2 separate regions of the Hordeum vulgare genome follow, and region 2 is linked to region 1. Evidence: chromatin contacts called from public Hi-C data. All regions are on one chromosome and are shown on one strand. The core of a region is the stretch at or near the end of the contact, and the rest is flanking DNA. Distances in the headings are between cores, read along the strand shown. Region 1 holds the start of LOC123409872 (cyclin-dependent kinase B2-1). Region 2 holds the start of LOC123408561 (3-hydroxy-3-methylglutaryl-coenzyme A reductase 3).

Region 1 (3,976 bases), core at 692-3,191:
ACAGAAATGAATGGCATACAGTATAAAGCCTGATTTTGAAGCAGAAGCAGAAGCAGTGCTTCACAAGACCAGTGTTTGACACCTGACAAGAGGGGTTTAATTATGCATAGTTCCATAGCCACTATCCATCACAACCATCAGTCAGTGGTGCAAACTAAATGGCAGCTGGAATAACAGAGGTAAAAATGCCTGTCCTGGAAGCAAAAGATATGCTTCAGGACAAGCACAAATCACAAGAAATCCGCTTCTTGTTAGCCACCAAGACAGCTTCAGTACAGCGCCTTGTCCACATCATCGAAGTATGGGTGCTCCATGGCCTTCTTTGCAGAGATCCGCTTTGCCGGCTCATACTGCAGCATTTTCTGCAAGGATCACAGCTATAAGTTAGCACGAGATTCTCACAAGGGCACCTCTTCTTCTATGTTTTCTGCAAGGATGCACATGCTTGATTACTAACCTCAAGCAGATCAATACCAACGGCATCGAGACTGGGAATTACAGAAGACAGCTTTGAGACGTTCCACTGAGGGTACTCATGCCAGTTGGGGAGCTTGCCTACTCCTGGCCAGACCTCCTCATTTGGAGTGCCCAACAACCTAGCATTCAAATACCAATACAGAACATCAACAACTGATGTCCCCTAGAAATGCCAAGTGAGAAAACAAGTAAAATGTGACGGGTGTGGTACTGTACTGGAAAATGTGCAGGAGCTGCTGCACCTCAGAGTCTCCAGGGAAAAGTGCCGTGGTAGTGATCAATTCAGCTGCCATTTACAAGGAATTCAGCATAACAACCTAAGAGGGTTAAATTCTGAAGGTGTGCTCAGTTACAACGTTAAGTTCATACCAAATATGCAGCCCACAGACCACATGTCAACGGGCGTGGAGTAGTGTGTGGCGCCAAGAAGGACCTCAGGAGCTCTGTACCACAGAGTAAGGATCTGCAAAAGAATTCAAACAGCGTCATGTACAGATCAAGTAGCAGGAATCATGCAGATTCAGACAGCAATCCGGCACTAATACTGCTAACAGAAGAAGGAATCAGACCTCGTGCGTGTACTTCTTGAGAGGAACCGTGAAGGCACGACTGAGCCCAAGATCGGCGATCTTGAGAGCCATGGTCTTGCGGTCCATGAGCAGGTTGTGCGGCTTGAGGTCACGGTGCAGGACACCGCGTCCGTGGCAGAAAGCCACGCCCTTGCAGAGCTGGTACATCAGGATCTGTACGGACGGATAACCAATTCACCAAACACCGAATCAATCACTGTCGGCACATTCAAACAAACACCTCGCGTGCAAAATATGGAAAACGAACAATAAAGGGCCTGACATATGTGAAGAGGGGGTACATTCAAACAAACACCTCGCGTGCAAGGTATGGAGAACGAACAATAAAGGGCCTGACATGTGTGAAGAGGGGATATTACCTTGACGGTGTGGGCAGGGATCTTCTGGTGGTTCTGGCGGTGGCCGCGGATGAACTTCTTGAGGTCGGTGTCCATGTACTCGAAGACGAGGTAGAGGATGGTCTGGCCCTCCTTGTTCTGGCCCTGCTTAAGGTCGAGCAGGCGCACGACGTGCGGGTCCTGCGACAGCATCCGCAGCAGCGAGACCTCCCTGAGCGCCGTGGGGGGCACACCCTCGTCGTCCTCCGGGAGGCGCGTCTTCTTGAGCGCCACGATCCGGCCCGTCGCCTTCTCCCGGGCCTTGTACACCTTCCCGTAGGTGCCCTCCCCGACCTTCTCCAGCTTCTCGTAGAGGTCCATGGCGCGCAGGCCGCCGCCGGTCGTGGTCATCGGCGCCGCCGCCCCCTGGTTCTGGTGCTGGAGCGTCGCCATCGCGCAGATCCGCGCTTTCTCTCTCTCTCTCTCTCTGGTGGGTTGCCGTGCGAGACGGGTGATTTGGTGGGGTGGCGGCTGTGGTTAGGGTTTGTGATTGGGGAGGGGATCGTGGGGGAGATTTGTATGCGAAAGAGCCGTTTGAGGGGACGCGCCGTAACGGCTGCTTCGTGAGATTTCGAATTTCGAATTCTGTACGCCTTTCTGGGTCGGTGGGATGGGCGCACGTTCGCACGAAGGGATCGATGCTACGACCACTTTACAGGCCGTTTCAAGCTGACAATTGCAAACTGCCTTCGTATGCCATGGGCTGGTCCGTGGTACAACGGCCCAAACAGAGCACACACCTTTTCTTTAGGAAAAAAAAAAGATAATACTATGCAACACTCTACTTGAGAGTTGGCAGGTTCGCCTCACTTTTCCCAAGTGTTTTTCCTTCCCACGCCCTCCTTCCCGTTTTGGTTTCCTGAAAATTTTCTAGTAATCTCAGCTGATTAAAACCAACATCAATAGAGTAAATTAGAATAATCTAAATCAAATCAAGCTTTTTCAAAACCAAGTCATGCATTAATTAAATCAAATCAAAGAATCTTATAAAAATCTCAACAAAATCAAAAGTTTCTCTCACTTCCTGTATCCACTCCCCAATCAATCAAATCTTACTAAAAATAAATATATAAGTTGTGTTCCTCTATCCATACTCAAATCAAATTAAATCTTACCAAAATCAAGAATATGATAAGCGTAAGATATATCTCAGAAAGTTGATGTTGAATCATTAGCATATGTATGTTCATGTTGAAACGCAAGGGCAATTAGCTAGTGAGGATACTTGAGCTAATGATACAAATAGTTTTTTGTGGAAATAAATAAACTACATGGAGTAAATGATACGAAAAGCTTTTCGCAAAAAAAAAGATATGAAAAGAAGTGCGGTGTCTCAAAAAAGAAAAAGTTTCTACCTGTTCGAAACGAAAACGGAAACAAAGTCCACATTCACAAACAAGACGGAAACATATGAAGAAAAAAACATACATGTTGGAACGTAAGTGCAAACGCAATTTTGGATGGATAATATGTTTTCACATTTACACATACATTGGAGTGAAGGTTCGAGGCAGCATCAGGGTGAACCGAGAGGAGCCACAGGCCGCACACAGACAGGTGGCATGACCATGTCCTAGGGCGCGCCCCTAGGCTGTGTGGGGCCCATAGACACCACCTTACGTTCATTCCACCACCATAAATTCATATAAATACAGAAAGCCTTCGAGATATTTTTATCCGATTTTGTCCACCATTGCAAGCTTCTATTTCGAGGAGATACAATCTGGAGGCATGTTCTAGAGCTCTATCGAAGGGGGAATCCATTGCCGCAGACTTCTTTGTTGCCTCCATGACCATGTGTGAGTAGTTCCATTAGGATATGTGGGTCCATAATGATAGCTAGATGGATCTCTCTCTCTCTCTCCCTACCTCCATCTCTCTCTTTCCCTTCCCCTCCCCCTTCCCCCCTCTCTCTCCCTCTCCCTCTCCCTTCATCTCCCTCTCTCTCCCACTTTCAATACTATGTCCATGTGAGTTGACTCACTGATCGGGAGCAATTCGATGTAATCAGTGATGTATTTGTTGGGATATGATGAATTGTCACTTTATGATTAGGTTCTTCATTAAATACAATTGAAACTTATGTGGTTTTCTTGTTGTATAATTAAATAGCTTTGCATACTCATTGATCTATCTATCTTCTTTGGCCAGGTTTAATGGGGTTTCCATTACAGAGAGTGGTGCTTTGTAGTGGGTTTAGTCTTGCCGTGCTCTAACCCAGTAACAATAAGGTCCAAGTCACTATTGTATTGTTGCCACTAAGGATAAAATGATAGTATCTTGCTATATTGATTGTTGTTTGATGTCTATGTTGTCATGATGCTTACTATAATGCTATGTTTCTTGTAAACTTAATACTTCGAGGTGCATGATGGATATCAATCTTTAAGTGGAGCATTAGTAGTAGATGCACTTGGATTAATGATCTACTTTGTTGGGGAACGTTGCAAGGGAAACAAAAAAAATCCTACGCACAAACACGATCTATCCATGGTGATGAACATCTACGAGAGGAGAGATTGAATCTACATA
Region 2 (4,174 bases), core at 1,491-3,990, 330 kb before region 1:
AACAATACATTTGCATACCTCAATAGAGGGCATAGTGACAGATATGTGAAGATCTTTGCCATCATTTACAGCTTCCAACATTGTGATGCACTGAGAACTTTCCACATTTTGTGCAGGATCCTGGCCGGTGGCTATGAAGATGGCTGTTACAATATTGCTTGCGTGGGCATTGAACCCCCCGAGAGCTCCAGCAACAGCTGAGCCAGCAAGATTCTTGATCACATTTAGTTCTACTAGAGATTGCACATTGGTTTTCAGAACCTTTTTCACAATTTCCTCCTTGATTACTGCCTCACAAACCACAGACTTGCCACGCCCCTCGATCCAATTTACAGCGGCTGGCTTCTTGTCAGAACAAAAGTTACCTGGTTTCAATAACCAAAAGATAGCAATTAGATTCGGAAAAAAATATATGAGAGCATAGAGATCTAATTTTACTCGTACAATGCACATAATTGTGGTAATGATATTGCTGTATATTAATGTATGGCCAAATATGATATGCAAGATGACTAGGCTGTTTTCCCTCCCATACGGTCCAACATGGATCGGATTCCACTATCAAAATGATAACGGGACAGCAGATGGCTCAGTTGTTAATTTGTGTAAAAACAAAAAGGTCCCATTGATGTGCATCCTTCAAATATTTATTCTTGCATACTTATTCTTGTAGTTTACGCACTTTGTTCTGAACCTTCTACATGCATGATGTTAAAGGAATAAAGATGGTTCCAGCTACTCCAAGTTGATACTTATTAAAGTCAATATCATTTTTGACTCATATTAGGAATCTTGCATTAAAGATATATCCTTTTACCACAAAGATTGCTTTCAAGGACGTTTCTAAATCTTCCTAATGCATCATGGCAAGTATCGTATGTAATTGAACAATCTTACAGTATGCCAAGTTGGCCTAATAGTAATTTGATTTTACAAAAGGTATACTTTGATTGAACATGCCAATGTCCACCATAGGTTGTCCATAAGCTCAACCAGATAATTCAACAGTGCACCAACTTATTCTTGTTAATCCTTGCTGAAAACGGGGCGTAACTATGTGTATCATCAAATGGCCACTCTGCTTATTATATGAAGGTTTTTATTTTCTTTCGGTAAGCCATAGTCTGTCTTGGAAAAAAATAAAGGTTGTGACTAAGAATTTTATTCTGAAGAGAAGATTAGGTGACTCAAGTGAGCTAGTTCAGCTTCTGCAGGTGGTGGCAAAGCAAAGCGAACCTGATATGCTAATGACATCCATGTCAGGGAAGTCATCCTGGAGGTAATCCAGCACGTTCTGCACGCCCTTGGAGATCATGTTCATCCCCATGGCATCCCCTGTGCTGCAGCTGAATCTCATGTACAGGTTCCTCCCAGCCATCGCGCACTGCACTCCCTGCAGCCTCCCAAATCTGCTCGACCTGCTCCGATATCATATTTTCCGAACAGTTAATTACCGTGTTGTGTTCTACAAAGAGAAAAAAACAAATATTTGACAAGTAATACTCGTATCATTTGTCATGAGAAGAGAGCTACAAATCTTGAATAAGAGAGTAAATTATGTCATGAGAAGAATATTAGTATTGAATGAGACACGTGACTTCAGCCTCAGAGACGTATTGTCGAACACAAGCTGGGTGTTAATACAATGCCATCTGTTGCATCATAAGTTCGTTGTCGTGTAGTATTTGGTGATGAGTGTTGGTGTACCTGTTGAAGACCACGGAGAGAGTATCGAAGTTGGCGGGGTCCTCGAGGAAGGCCTTGAGCTCGGCGGCGCGGCGCGCGGTGGGGAAGCGGGCGACGGGGGCGCGCGTCATCGCGTCCCGGAGCACAACGCTGGTGGCGCCGCCTGACTCGGCTATGGCCTTGCAGCCGCGGTTGGTGCTGGCGACAAGGCAGCCCTCGGTGGTCGCCATGGGCACGTAGAACCGCTGGCCGTCGAGCAGGAGCGGCCCGGCGATGCCCACGGGCAGCTGGACGTACCCCACCGGCAGCTCGCAGCACTGCCCGAGGATGGACGCGTAGTCGAAGCCGTCGAGCGGGAGCCCCTCGATCTGCCTCCCCGTGATCCGCCGCACCGCCTCGCGCCGGAGCCCCGCGGCGCGCCGGCAGTCGCCGAGCCTGGTCTCGAGCACGTAGGAGGGGACCTTCCCGGCGACGACGGAGGCCACAATCTCCTCGTCCTCCTCGGGCATTTTCTCGGGCACGACCCCTTCGGCGCCGCCGAGATGCCCGCACGGCGCCGGCCCCGGCGCGGCGGGAGGGCCGACCAGGAAATCCTCGTCCTCGTCGCTGGACGAGACGATGGACTGCACGAAGGCTATCCCGAAGAAGCTGAGCAGGTAGATGAGCGAGGCGACGAGGCCGAAGACGGAGAGAATCTCGGTGAGGTCGACGACGTGGAGCGGCGTGGAGGAGCGGATCTTCTCGCGCCACCGCCGCATCAGGTAGGCGAGCGAGGCGGCGAAGAGCGCCGAGAAGATGAGGTTGGTGTGCCGGATCGGCAGCGGCAGCGCGTCCCCCGCCTGCAGCACCCGGGGCGCCCCCGCCTGGCCCACTGCCGGCGGCGCCACCCTCCTCGGCCTCTGCCGCGCATCCATGCGTGCGCGCGCGTCGGAGTCAAACGTGGGCACGGCTCGGCCGCTCGGTGTGAGTGGGGCGGTGGCCGTGCCGCGAGAGGGAGCGGGTGTTTCGGGGGCCTCGGGATGCGCCCGCCTCGGCCTTTTTATTGCCAGTGTCAGTGGCAGTGGCAGCCCACATGCCCGGTGCGCTTACCGCGCGGCGACCCACCTGCGTTGAGGCAGGGCCCGCTCCGCGGCTCGGCCGACATGGGCCGTGTGGCCTTCCTGCCCCTTCCGGGTTGTTCGACGTGTACACAAAACGGAAACTTTTTGGAACGCTCTACATGTGCTACCGTGGCACGCCTGCCGATGCCAACTGCGGATTCCAGTAGTGTCTAATTAATTTTCATGCGGGCGAAAGAGGGATAACGTTCAGATCAATTGTGTTTTGAATAAGTGATTGAATCCATTTGTTTTATGGATTACAGGAGGCTTATATATCTTTAAAAAAACACGACAATTCATAGAAGAAGTCGGTTTCAGGAAGATGCGTTGGTTGGAGAGGGACATAGGCATCCGTGCGGGTGCAACCGCACGTCCGTTAGGCAAGGTGAGATTTTACCTTAATTATAGTTTGTAATTTTGTCTTAATATCCTCCTAATCTACGATTGACGATGTAGAATCATCTTATAATTGTCGAGGTATAGCTATCATCTCAAAAGGGTTCTTTTTTAAAAAGTTTTTCGTGAAAACTTGATAAGAACGTGAAACATAGACTCACGAAGTGATAGCATAGTGTGATGTCATTAAACAAGGATATCTCAAGAAGAGACTTCCGTGATGCCTGCTAGTCCCTAGGTCGTCGCATATCAATTTCATGAACATACTCCCTCCTTTCCGGTTTATAGGGTTCAAATCTGAAATCTCATCAACCAAGGTGAATTGTGAGTGGATGACACTAGTTTTAACTAGCCAATGAAATATTTTTCACATACTCAATTTCCAAGGCAATAAATGTAGCATCCTCCTTCTCATTGGACTTGCATGATGGATGTAGAAAACGATGCATGCATAGCCACTCATCTTCTTTCTCTAAACTCTATGAATTAAATATGGCGTGGAACTCAAAGCAATCTAACTTAATTAGACTTAAAATGAGCCTAATATAATAAAAATCTGAAAATTTTGAGATGAGCCCTGTAAACCGAAAAGGAGGGAGTATTTCTTAAATGTTGAGTTTGATAGAGACTTAGTAAATAAATCAGCAAGGTTTTCGCATGATTTGACTTGCAAGATACTCCCTCCGTAAACTAATATAAGAGCGTTTAGATCACTAAAATAGTGATCTAAACGCTCTTATATTAGTTTACACAGGGGGTACGTATTTCCCCGCTTTTGTAAAGATTATGGGGAGCTACTTAGGAGAAATATGCTTAGTGATATTACTCTTAATGTATCCAGTTTGCATGTGTGCACCATACACTCCACTATCCTCAAAGATAATGGTGGGTGATCTTATCGAACCAATTCCACATGACTGTTGTATGTGGTTTATCATTCTGCGAAGCCATACACAATCACATGATCCTTCAAATAATAAGATTATTTCAGA

Evidence for each region. A called contact is a pair of places that touch in the nucleus more often than the background predicts.
Region 2: a Hi-C map of seedling shows a contact between it and region 1, with 5 times the contacts expected there. The contact joins the promoter of LOC123408561 here to the promoter of LOC123409872 in region 1. A contact is called at or near these places in 1 of 6 Hi-C or Micro-C datasets (seedling) and 1 of 1 datasets of contacts at active chromatin or transcription factors (embryo).

Annotation. Positions count from the first base shown.
Region 1 is chr7H:181,884,195-181,888,170 of MorexV3_pseudomolecules_assembly, reverse strand. It overlaps LOC123409872 (cyclin-dependent kinase B2-1), which reads right to left and starts at 1,941. Exons shown (of 6, transcript XM_045102739.1): 1 at 1,427-1,941; 2 at 1,047-1,220; 3 at 847-940; 4 at 694-763; 5 at 458-596; 6 at 1-362. The coding sequence starts at 1,837. The coding sequence ends at 270.
Region 2 is chr7H:182,212,901-182,217,074 of MorexV3_pseudomolecules_assembly, reverse strand. LOC123408561 (3-hydroxy-3-methylglutaryl-coenzyme A reductase 3) reads right to left here and starts at 2,740. Exons shown (of 4, transcript XM_045101642.1): 1 at 1,708-2,740; 2 at 1,237-1,418; 3 at 19-365. The coding sequence starts at 2,600.